Regions from separate parts of the Mus musculus genome. Here all the other regions are linked to region 4. The links are chromatin contacts, called in public HiChIP or PLAC-seq and promoter capture Hi-C maps. All regions are on one chromosome and are shown on one strand. The core of a region is the stretch at or near the end of the contact, and the rest is flanking DNA. Distances in the headings are between cores, read along the strand shown.

The links. HiChIP or PLAC-seq counts read pairs in DNA pulled down with a chosen protein or histone mark. Capture Hi-C pulls out chosen DNA fragments and counts their contacts.
Region 1: a promoter capture Hi-C map of liver shows a contact between it and region 4, with 2.5 times the contacts expected there. The contact joins the promoter of Izumo4 here to the promoter of Efna2 in region 4. A contact is called at or near these places in 2 of 39 promoter capture datasets (both in liver), 2 of 115 datasets of contacts at active chromatin or transcription factors (bone marrow-derived dendritic cells and bone marrow-derived macrophages) and 2 of 9 other capture datasets (adipose tissue and liver).
Region 2: a contact with region 4 is called in an H3K27ac HiChIP or PLAC-seq map of stem cell-derived neural progenitor cells, with 4 times the contacts expected there. The contact joins the promoter of Zbtb7a here to the promoter of Efna2 in region 4. A contact is called at or near these places in 6 of 115 datasets of contacts at active chromatin or transcription factors (bone marrow-derived dendritic cells, large pre-B cells, microglia and 3 more).
Region 3: a promoter capture Hi-C map of adipose tissue shows a contact between it and region 4, with 2.7 times the contacts expected there. The contact joins the promoter of Plekhj1 here to the promoter of Efna2 in region 4. A contact is called at or near these places in 3 of 39 promoter capture datasets (embryonic stem cells, liver and pre-B cells) and 2 of 9 other capture datasets (adipose tissue and liver).

Annotation. Positions count from the first base shown.
Region 1 is chr10:80,701,245-80,704,181 of GRCm38.p6, reverse strand. Izumo4 (IZUMO family member 4) reads right to left here and starts at 1,489. Exons shown (of 10, transcript NM_027829.3): 1 at 1,223-1,489; 2 at 1,053-1,133; 3 at 902-973; 4 at 426-452; 5 at 254-329; 6 at 96-143; 7 at 1-2. The coding sequence starts at 1,466. It overlaps Mob3a (MOB kinase activator 3A), which reads left to right and starts at 2,362. Exons shown (of 4, transcript NM_172457.2): 1 at 2,362-2,385.
Region 2 is chr10:81,134,779-81,137,820 of GRCm38.p6, reverse strand. Zbtb7a (zinc finger and BTB domain containing 7a) reads right to left here and starts at 1,550. Exons shown (of 3, transcript NM_010731.3): 1 at 1,122-1,550.
Region 3 is chr10:80,797,338-80,800,046 of GRCm38.p6, reverse strand. Plekhj1 (pleckstrin homology domain containing, family J member 1) reads left to right here and starts at 1,421. Exons shown (of 6, transcript NM_023900.2): 1 at 1,421-1,966; 2 at 2,070-2,137; 3 at 2,208-2,274. The coding sequence starts at 1,873. Sf3a2 (splicing factor 3a, subunit 2) reads right to left here and starts at 1,312. Exons shown (of 9, transcript NM_013651.4): 1 at 1,242-1,312.
Region 4 is chr10:80,178,217-80,180,968 of GRCm38.p6, reverse strand. It overlaps Efna2 (ephrin A2), which reads right to left and starts at 1,487. Exons shown (of 4, transcript NM_007909.3): 1 at 1,079-1,487. The coding sequence starts at 1,206.

The sequences.
Region 1 (2,937 bases), core at 240-2,739, 520 kb before region 4:
TTCTACAATGACAGTAGGTTTGGAGTCAGGGGACCAAGTGGCCTCCCTTGGTGTCTCCCTCTCCATGTCCTGGTACCCAATAAGCCCCAGCTCACATGTATTTCAGAAGGCCCTGTACAGCTGACTCCCACTGTGCCGATGACCTGGGGTGGGGGGGGGGAACACAAGACTTGGTGGTGGGGTATCCCCAAGGCCCTGGTCCCCTTCCTTGCCTAGGACCCCAGGGGCAGTGGGATTGCTGCATGAGCCATACTTGCAGTAGTAGCCAAAGCAAATGACGTGGGAGTCCGTGCAGTTGCTGCAGGAGATGGTCTCGTACTGGTAGATACCTGCAATATATGAGAAGCAGCCCCAGACTCCCCTGGGCCCTCCCCAGCCTGGGCCACTGCCACTGTGGCCCTTAGCCTGGACCATGGTTCACTTACCACAGTGACGCTGACAGTCAATGCGGCCTGGGGAGGGGAGGACATAACAGGATAGTGCTTTCTGACAAGGCCCAGAGCTCAACACCTCAGCCCCACTTGTTTTTGTAGCCCAGGATACCCTAGCACAGAGAAGGTAGCCTAGGCTGCCTTGTGATTTGTGGCAATCTTCTTGCCTCGTTCCCTCATTTCTGAGTGCTGGGATTACACGCTTGTGCTACATGAGTTTCATGGATGTAGGAAGGGGTCAGTTGCAGTGAAAGATGGGGATAACCTAAGGGAAGGATGGTTCCATTGTTCCTAGGTGCCACCAGGAGACTAGTTTGACAGAAATAAGGGGGTGATGGGCATGCTAGCAAACATTTATGCAAAAGGGCCTCCTGCAGAGTCACTCCTCCCTGAGCCCTGTTTCCAGTGCCCCTAGCCCTGAAGTGCCAGCGGCCATGATCATCTTCCCCTCTGTGGAGCCCACTGCTCACTCTCTATGATGGCGTTCTGGATGAGGCGCACTTGCTCCCGGAAGATGGCCCGCAGCTCATTGGGGAAATACCCTGATGTGAGAGTCACAGCAGAACGGTCAAGTTCAGGTGCGTAGCAGCTCGCACCGGCCCCACCTGTTTCTCTTTTTACCTGGGAAGTACATCTTCCCCTGGTACAGCTGGTCCATCCTCTGGTACACGGCTTCTGCTACTTGATATAGCTTCTTCCGGGCTAAGGGCAGGAGGAAAAAGCAAGCAAATGAGTGGCCCTGCCCGGTTCCCTGCTGCTCTTCTGACCCTGGAATGGGTTCCGCCGCTCACTGATCTCAGCAGGAATGGCCAGATGGAGCTCCTTCATCGTGTTCTGGATCCAATCGGAGAGCAGCATCCCCGACACAGGAATGTCACCCACCCACCACGACTTGAGGTTCACGTGGTGACGATAGAAGGAGAACTTCTCCGCGAAATTGGGGTCGCACTGCAGGCAGCCCCGGGCCAGCGCCGCTGTCATGCCCAGAAACAACAGCAGGGCCATGGCCTGGCCCAGCCTGCCTTGCCCAAACATCGGCGCCGCCAGCGCCGCACCCTCCAGCCGCGCACCAACCAACGGTGCCTCCCGCGCCACGCCCTGCCACGCCGCACCAACCAACAGCTCGCGCTGTGGACCCTGGCCGCGCCATCCCCTGCCCGGGCCTGATCATGCTTCCAACTCTGGTCCCGCCCCGCTTAGACATGTCCCGCCCACCGGGCCTGATGGCGCAAGCCTTTAATCCCAGCACTTGGGAGGCAGAGGCAGGCGAATTTCTGAGTTCGAGGCCAACCTGGTCTACAAAGTGAGTTCCAGGACAGCCAGGACTACACAGAGAAACCCTGTCTCGAAAAAAAAAAAAAAGACAGCGCCTGCCCACGGATGGCTCCGCCCCTACCTGGCCAGGCCCCGATTAGACTCCTGTCCCAGGCCTGGTTCCGCCTACAGGCCTGGTACCGCCCACGGATGGCTCCACCCCTTTCTAGCCTGTCACCACACCCACCCCACCGCCATCCGGACTTCTGTCCCAGGGCTGGCTCTACTGGATCTCCCCAGGAGAGTGTAACTGAATCTCTCCAGTTACAATTGGCAACTGGTAATGCCAGTCTGTCCCCAGGCTCCACCCCATCCACAGCGCCTTACGCATGCGCTTTGGGCTGGCGCCAGTTCCCGAGCCAGCGAGGGAGGGCTCGTCCCGCCCCTCATCCGCTCCACTACAGCCAATTAGCAGCGCCCGTCCTGGTCTCCAGGGGCGCGGAGTGCCGCCTGCCTTTCACACCGTGATCCTCCGAACTCGGGCGCCACACCTCCATCCGGGCTGCTTCCCTTTAAGGGAAGTAAATCCGGCTGGCGGGCGCGGCCTGGGCGGGGCGTGCGGCGTGTCCCTCCGCGGGCGTGTCCCTCTGCGGGCGCGGCCGGAGACTGGGCGAAGCGAGAGACGGTTCCGGACAGCCAGGTGGGTCCTCCGAGGGCCAAGGCGGGCGGCGGGCAGCGGGACTTCATCCCTCAGGGTGACAGTGTCCAGCGACCGGCCCAGAGTGGGCGCTGGGGACCTGGATCTGTCAAAAGGAGGGAGAAAGGAAGCGTCATGGATCAAAAGCGTGTTTAATATTTGAGGTCCTAGATAGCACAGGCTAGCCTCCAGCGGCTGGATAGGATCCTCCTTCCCATCTCCGCTGACTCATTTGTTTGAAATGATCACGTTTCTGTTAAACTTCATTGAAGGTCTGGGCTCTTGCTCTGGAGTGAAGCATTTGCCTTGTGTGTAGAAAGCCCTGGGTTCTATCCCTACTTCTGCCTCTTCAGCACTCCTCGGCCTCCCCTAAATAAGCCATTGAAAGGCTGGATGGAGAGACTCAAAAACAGATCACAGAAAGTTAACTTTGGCCGCAGTTTCTTTTTCTTTTTTCTTTTCTTTTCTTTTCTTTTCTTTAATTCTTTCCTTTTATATTTAGCCCAGGCTATCCTGGAACTCAGCGAGATCACCCTGCCTGTGCCTCCTGAACGC
Region 2 (3,042 bases), core at 301-2,800, 960 kb before region 4:
GCCCCCCGACACCACACCCTCCCCTGGGGAGGGAACCTCCAGTCTTGCGGAGGAACCTTTCTCCTCCTCCCTGAGCGTCCGGAACTAAAGGGAAGGGGGAAAAATTAAAATATCGAACGGGAGGGGGGGGGCTAAGAACGGTTACACAACAGGAGGGGAGGGGCGGCAGCCGGAAGCCGGGACCGCCACCGGCCCCGGGCGAGGGAGCCGCGGAAGCTCCGCCTCTTCTGCATAAACCCCGCCCCTGCACGCAGGCCCCGCCCAAACGCAGGCTCCACCCCCATGCAGCGCCGCGCCGGACGATTTCTAGTATCCATTGGCCCTCAGGTCTGCCACTCACCGCCCCTCCTCCGCAACGCCCCTCCCTGACCCGCCGCTATCGCGAGGCACTCTGGGATTTGTAGTTTATTCTCCAAGGCCACCTTCCAAAACAACAAGCACTGAAGATAAGCGAAAGAACTACAGAGCCCAGGAGAACCGCGACGACGCGCCCGCCTCCCAGACACTCCACCCCTCACCCCTTCCCTCCGCCTCTCTCGGGCCTTTTTTTTTTTTTTTTTTTTTTTTTTTTTTTTTTTTTGCAAAGCCCCCCTCCCTGTTTTGTCAGCCCCCTCCCCCCCTCCGCCAAGGCGCTCCATCCTGGCCAACTCCAACGTCTGCGCGCAATCCCGGATAGGCCTTCCCCGCCCCCCGCTTGCCCACTACCACTCGGAAAGGGGAGCGGCGCGCCCCGGGCCCTATTGCAAACTTAGCACGCGACGCACCCCTCAGCCCCCACCTTCGCCTTCGGTGAGGCCCGGCTCCCCTCCCCCGCGGGCCGCGCGCCGGGAACCCTGAGGCCGTGCCGCCCGAGTAGGGAGGAGGGATCGGGAGCGGGCTTGTGCCCTTCGCCCCGGAGGGACCCGGGCGGAGCCCCCCCGCCTCCCGACTCCTCTTCGGCTCTGGCCGGGCAATCTTGGTCTCCAGAACCCCTGAGCTACGGAGGCGCCCCAGATCCCCCATCCAGTCCGTTCCGCTCCGTACGGGCTCTCGGGGTGCGCACTGCGCCCCCGGCCGCGTCCCCACCCTGCAAGGAAATTAAAAAGGAAAGAAAGGAAAAAAAAAAGAAAAACAAAACCCACCTCTCCGGGAGAGGAGTCCCCTTCAGCCCGGGCAGCTTACCTCGCGGGGACCCGAGCCCGGAGGACGCGCGATCGGGGCAGCCCGCGGCGCGGACCTCGCTCGGGCGGGCGGCGGCGTCACTGCCCCTACAGTAGCCGTACAGTACGCAAAGCCCCGTATGATGCTCGCGACTCCCTTCCTGGTTTGTCCGAGGGCAAGAGGGGTCCTCCCTCGTCTTAAAGGTGCCGCAGCGCCGGCACCCCCACGCCCAGCCCGCCCCCCCGGCCACCGCGGCCAGAACAGGCTCTGCAGGTCGGCTCTTGCCACGTCCCGCGGGGCTGCGCCGCGAGAGCAGATCGGGCTGCGATTAGGGATTTGGGGGTGCCGGGCGGGCGGGGGGCGCAGCCCCGACCCATCGGCCCCTCCCCTGGCAAGCCCGTGACCTCTCCGCCCCGTGCGCGGCGCCGTGCCAGCCTGCTGGCTTATCTACGGCCCGGAGCACCCCAGGGTGCTGGGGGCGGGCAAGAGGGGCCCCTCGGGTTCAGGGGGTGGGGGCCGCAGATAAACAGCCCCGGCCTGTGCGCGCAGGGCGGGGTTCAGGGGGCGCGGGCTGTGCCCCCGAAGCCCGGGGCGGGGCGGGACCGGGTTGGCAATGGGGGCGGGAGTGCGGTGCGCACCCGGAGGACTGGGTGCCGGGGCGTAAGGGGCCCTCTGGCCCAAGGAGCTGAGATGAAGGCGAGGAAGTGACGGTCCCTTGCCTCACACCTCTCTCCAAGGCCACCAGGGCGCTGCCATGGTACCGCATCTCCCTTCTCTGAGCCTCAGTTTCCCCAAATAATGCAAGGAATCGAAAGGAGAAGAAAAGGTCTGTTGCAAGGTCGGCGAGGTTGCATCGGCGCTCCTGTCATCCTTGGCCTCAGTTTACCCAAGTAGTGCAAAGAACCCAGGAAAGGAAGAAAAAAGATCAGAGTCTGCATTTGAGCTCCAGGTCCCCTAACCCCCACATAAACCTCAGTTTACTCAAACTGCGAGGAACCCAGAGTTTGCAAGTACAGCTAGGTTGCTTTAGAGTGTCGGGTCTCCGTCCACCCCCGCCCCCATCTGCGCCTTAAATTACCAAAGCCATACCAGGGACCCCCCAGGGGAAGACTTGCAGGGCCGCGAAATGTCAGCTGAGCTCGGGGGTCCCGCCCTCACCGGTGCAGCCAGCCAGCAAACCTGCCGCCCCGCGATTACATAAAACAGTCGCCTCCACCCGGCTGTGCCAGGGGCGTAGCGCGGGGAAGGGGTTGGCGAGGGGCGGGGAAGGACGGTTGTTTTCCAGGCCTTGTAATTTTCCCCGCAGCCGGCTGGCTGGCCCGGCTGGTGTGGGGCGTGGACCCGGACCCTCGCAGGGGCGCCGCACAGCTCCGCAGGACAGAGGTGGGAAGTAGGAAAGTGCGAATCCAACCCTGCGTTTTCTGTTTTCTTTCTTTCTTTCTTTCTTTTTTTTTCACCCCCTTGTCCTTTTCTCTCCCACTTCCTCTCTGGTCGTGGGAGAGGTCTGGAGAGGGAGGGGAAGGCAGAGGAGGGGACAGGCGACATCCCGGTTCACCAGGCCTGCTGGGTTCGGGTTCCAGCACGCCACAGCCACCAGACGACCTGACTGTGGATCTGGCTCTGGGGAGGGGGCGGAGCGGGGAGTTAGAACCAGCGCCTGGCCTCAGTTTCCCCTTCAGTTCCCCTTCGTATGGAGACTGGCCATCCTTGCTTTAGCTTTAAGTGTGTCTGTCACAATATGAGATGTCAGCCTCCAAATGCCCGGTCCTTAATTTAGTTATTTTTCATTCATTGTTATTTCTGTTGTTGATAATATTTACAAACTGCCCCAGGTCGAAGGGAGCCCGGTATGTTAGTTTTGTTTTTCTTTTGTTCTTTTACATCAAAGCATCGACCCCCTCC
Region 3 (2,709 bases), core at 172-2,671, 620 kb before region 4:
CCAGAGGTCCTGAGTTCAAATCCCAGCAATGATGTGGTGGTTCACAAACATCTGTAATGGAACCCGATGCCCTCTTCTGGTGTGTATCTAAAGACAGCTACAGTGTACTCATTATAAATAAATAAATCTTAGAAAAGCAAAACAAAACTGGGGCCTGGGTGAGCACACTGCTTGCTCTGTGGATGGGGCACCAAGCTCTGCAAACGCCCACCAACAGTTCCCAACCCCAGGAAACACAGAAAACGTAGGGCGTGGTGGTGTACACTTCTCATCCCATTTCTTTATCCAAGGTAGGAAGATGGTTAGGTTAGTGTTAGAGACCAAACCGGGCTGTGCAGTGAGATCCTATCTCAGATAAAAGAAAAAAGGGTGGCGGTAGGCTCCAGGGACTCTGATATCCCTTTCTGGACCCTATGGGTACCCCACTCACACACAAAGCTCCACACAGACACATTAAAACAAAATCTTTAAAAACGCGGGGAAGGGCATTTATCTGCTTGCTGACTACTGCTGCAACACGACCACCACGGCAGACCGCACCTTCATACCATCAGCCAAAATAAACCCTCGATTCCTTAAAACCAATCAAAACAGCCAAGTGTGGTGGCTCATGCTGTAAGTCCCACTATGCGAGAGAAGGCAGAGGCATGGCAATGTCTGTGAACTGGAAATCGGCCAAGTTTCCACACCGAGTTGCAGGTCAGCCCCAGTTAAGCAGTGAGACCCTGTCTGAAATAAATGAAAAGTTGTGCCGATGACTGGAGGGGCTCACACGTGAAACTTGGGACAGGAGGCCAGGACGCAGGGACGGGAGATGCGCAACCTCACGGACTACCGTAAGATTACCGATGAACGATCAATAAGGACAGAGACGTGGTATATGTTAAGGTAATGGTCTGGGAGGAGGCCTGGTCCCAGGACAAATCCCTTTTATGTGCAGATACCGTTATCTTTCAATCCCAGCAAGGGACCTGCTCCGGTGGACAGGAGCAGTGGTCGCCAGGGCCCCGATTAACGAAGGTGGAAACGGAAACAACCAAGGAGGTCAAAATACACGCCGAGACGCCACTCGGACACCCCGAACCACCCTGGAGGCCACAGAAGCGCCACCCAAGCCAGCAATCACGCGGCGACCCAACGGGCCTCGCGAGAGCGCGCTCTCCCGGCGGGCGCGCGCCGATCCTGAGGCAAGAGGGCGGCCGCTGCCTCTCCCCGTCCCGCCCCCGGGCTTTCGCTCCCACCTTCAAGCCTCCCCGACGGAGCAGCCGCCACCGACAAACTGTGCAGCTCCTCACCAACGCTAAGGCCTCGCTATCCGGGTTTAATCTCCGCCAAGGCCGCGGTTTCGCCGCGCGCGTGCGCACGACCGACGAAGCGATCCCTTCCGGGAGCAAAGGCGTCGGCGTTTCGTGTGTGCGCAGGCCCAGCGGATGGACTTCCGTCTTCGGTAGGCGGGAGAGAAAGGAGCGTCGGGGCGCAGAGTGCGCGTGCTCACTGCAGCGACCGCACAGTTTCGCTCCGCCCTAAGTCTAGCGGCGCCGGCTATCGTGACAAGAGGAAAGCGTTAGGGTTCACCGGCCCAGGAAGGCGCTTCGCTCATCGTGGAGTGCTCTGAGTCTAACTTACACCTCACGCTTAGTATGTCTGGCGGTTATTTAAGGACGGGCCATCTCCTTCCCGTCTGACTCTGTTCAACCGCGCAGACCCATAAATTAGGGCCGCGCAACCAGCCCAACAACGCGCAGGCGCAGTAACCGGGTTGGGACTTCCGAGATCGCTCTCTGAGACTTTTGTGGCGCTGGCTGCGGCTTCGGGGAGGACGGCGGCCGAGAGGCAGGGCGCGTGTTGGTTCGCGCGGATCCGTGCGGCGGGATGCGGTACAACGAGAAAGAGTTGCAGGCGCTGTCCCGACAGCCGGCAGAGATGGCGGCCGAGCTGGGCATGCGGGGCCCCAAGAAGGGCAGCGGTGAGCCAGTCGGGGCTGCGGCTGGGGCACTTGGGCGGGCCGGCGCGGTTCCTGGGTGGGCGAATGAGAACAGTTCCGCGCTGACACCGCCCTGTGCCTACAGTGGCCAAGCGGCGACTGGTGAAGCTGGTGGTCAACTTCCTCTTTTACTTCCGCCCGGACGAGGCCGAGGTAGGGGCGTGGGGGGCGCGGGGGACCCGCGCGGCCCGGAGGCCGGCGCTCATGGCCGTGTCTCGCGCAGCCCCTCGGAGCCCTGTTGCTGGAGCGCTGCAGAGTGGCCCAGGAAGAACCGGGCGGCTTCTCCATCAGTAAGTTTCCATCCCGGACTCTGCTCCGCACACCCGATCCTTTTTACTCCCTTAGGAGCCTACGTTTGTCCTGGATCCCGCGTCCGCTGGTGGCCCAGGACTGGCCCAGCTATCACTCAGAGTGCCCACTGGGTCTGGTTCTCGCTTAGTTTCTTCTCCGACCCCTCTGCCCGTTCCCAACTGAGAGAGGTGCAGTCTGCGAACGTGGGGTGTATAGCAGGAACAGTCTCTGCCGCCCTCTCTGCCACGGGTAGGGTACGGGCAGGCTTTAAGGCCTGTCTCAGCCTTCTTCCCTAACGAGAACTTTACAGTATCTTGTAGAGATTTGGGCATCATGTCTACCTATATTATCCAGTGGGGTTCTTTATCTGTACCCCTCTTTTCTCCTTCTTGCACGAGTGCACACGTGTTTTGGGGTGTGAGTATGCCAGTAAG
Region 4 (2,752 bases), core at 238-2,737:
GCCCTCAGCCCAAAGGAGCTGACCTCACAGCTCTGCCTTGATGGTAGGGGACAGAGAGCTCCCACTCCCACCGAGAGACACTGTTGGCCCTTGTGCCACAGCTTGCCTCAAAGACCACCTTTTTTTTGCAACTTTCTGTTGATGGATCAAGAGGGCAGCTTGGCTGATCCATCAACTAAGTTCCTCACTGGCCAGCCTCGGACACATGGGGACTCTCGATCTATACTGCACCCAAGCCTTGGAACCCCAAAGCCTATCTCCCAAGACACCCTCCAGCATGCCCCCACTTCTGAGACCCTTCTGACCCGGAAGGTTCTATGCTTTCCAGAATGTGGTCAGTGGCTGTAAACTTTTTACTCAGCCTGTAACAGTGGCTTCTGCTGTGTCCCCTGACTGTACCCAGTGCCTGGCAGGGTCTGACCCATGGGGTGCCACCAAACAGACAGGCAGGACCCGGTGCCTTGCTGGGTGTGGCAGGCTGGGTACCACCAGGGTCTCCAGCCCTAGCACCAGTTCTCTGGGCATGACCTTGAGGCAGCCCCTCCTGGCTCCTGCACCTCAGTTTCCCCCCGCAGCTACAAAGGTGGAAAACGATAAGCCTAGGCTGCACCCCTCAAACTGACCTCCGTCGCTTTGGTGCCTGGTCCCCTCTGTTCCTCTAAAGTGTCTGGGGGATTGGAGCACCCCTTGGAGTGAACGAGTGAACATAGGGGTAGAAAGGGGATTTTGTAACTTCCCCAAGTTCATCTGGAGAACCAAAGACAGGACTCTCAGAACCTTCTCAAAAGAGCCAAGTCCGGGGATTCCTTGGGTGGAAGGGAAGTCCCCAGGGATATTTGCCAAACCCTCAGCCCTCCAGGGTGCTCCCTCCTCCAAGAGGCCAGGGGTTCAAGGGTGTCCCCCAAGCAAGTACAGAGAAGGAACTCCTGAGTCTGAGGGTGCAGAGGGCTTCCCCCAAAGTCCAGGAGCTCTTGGGGGAATACTAGGCACCCCCGAAGTTCAGGAGGAGGTCCGTGCGCTGCAATCCCCAGGGCTGGGGCCTCTTGGGGTCCCCGGGGGTTCCCCCAATCAAGCTCACCTGGGGTTGCTACGGTTCCAGTAGACTGCGTATCGGTCAGCGTTGGCCCGGGCCGGGTCCTCGTTGCGCGCACGCAGCGGCAGCAGCAGCAGCAGCAGCGGCAGCAGCGGGCGCTGCGCGGGCGCCATGGCCCCGGTGCTGCCGCCGCGCTCGCTCCCTCGCTCTCCAGCCGCCGCCTGGCCCCGCCGTCTCCGCCTCCGCCTCCGCCGCCGAGCGGGCGGAGCGCCGCGCGCGCTTGGAGATCTGCCGCCCCGCCTCTGCGCGCGGCCCCCGCCGTAGACCGCGGGCGCCGAGAAACCAGGCGGCGGCGGCGGCGGCGGCGGCGGCGGCGACGGCGGCGCGGGGCAGAGGCCCGAGCGGTGCACTGCGCAAGGCGCTCTCCCGGGTTCCCCGGGCGCGGGGGCTCCCCTCGCCTTTGTCCCCGCTGGAGCGTCTTGGAGGGTCGCGGGCGCCCCCTCCCGCCGCGCCCCGGACCCTCCAAGCCTCTGCCCGGGCCCCGCCCCGGCCAGACTCGCGCAGACTCTGCCGCGGATCCCCAGGGTCCCGCCCTAGCCTCCCGCATCGGGAAGGGGACCCCAGAGCGCTGAGCTTGTGCGGGGGTGGGGGGGCTTTGTGGCCCCACCCTGGGTAGGTTGTAGCGAAGTGCTTGTTTGCGCCGCGCCTGGCATCTCAGTACTTAGGAGGCTGAGGCAGGAGGATTGACGCGAGTTCCAGGCCATCCTAGGCTACAGTGTCAGATCAGATCTGATAAAACAAAGAAGTCGTAGGCCAGTTGTGGTGGTGCACACCTGCCCTCCCAGCATTCGGGAGGCTGAGGCAGAAGGATCAGACATTCAAGGTCATCCTCGGCTACATAGAGGGTTCTAGGCCAACCTGGGCTACATGAAACCGCAGCAGAAAAGAACTAAAGTTCCAAGTCACCCTTTCCTAGCTTTCCATCCTCCTCGACTGTACATCCTTGAGGCCTCTGGGAGTCACTTCAGGAACTCTGGGAATCACCCCAATTCCTGGCAGGTGAAAGGACACTCGCTCGCTTGCTCGCTCAGGGAGGGCTTTCCCTACAACACCTAGATCAGAGCTGTGTGAACCAGATGGGTTTGCTGGCTTGTTTTTCACTTGCTGGGTCCTGTGCTTGGTGTTGGGGACCACAGAGCAGTTGGATTCTAAAATGTCCTTCTGTGTGCGGACTGGGAAAAGCTAAAGCTGGCCAGTGTTATTATTACCTGGGACCAAAAAGGCCAGGGTGGCACTGTAGAAATTAGATATGTGGCCTTCTGTGACAAGTTCCCCACATGCCACACACATAAACATGTGTTCACTTGTGCTTGTGTGTACACACACACACACACACACACACACTGGGTGGGCACAGATGTGAAATCTTTACCCAGACCTGGAAGTGCTCTGTCCCCACTCTCCACTGAAATATGTCTCTCCTCTTTGTAGGCCCGGCTTTACTTGGGGACCTGAACTTGGCTGTCAAGGGTATTCTGGGATTTCCAGGTCAAGCCCTGGTGGCACCCACAGGACACAGGGCCACATGTCTAAGCATTCTGCCCATAAAGGTGAATGTTGGGGAGCTGCCCTGTCTGGGACATGAGCACCCCCTTTGCAATGGGGAGGGCAACCAAGAGGGTAGTCTCATCTACTAGACTGTATCTGTTAGGTTCTCAA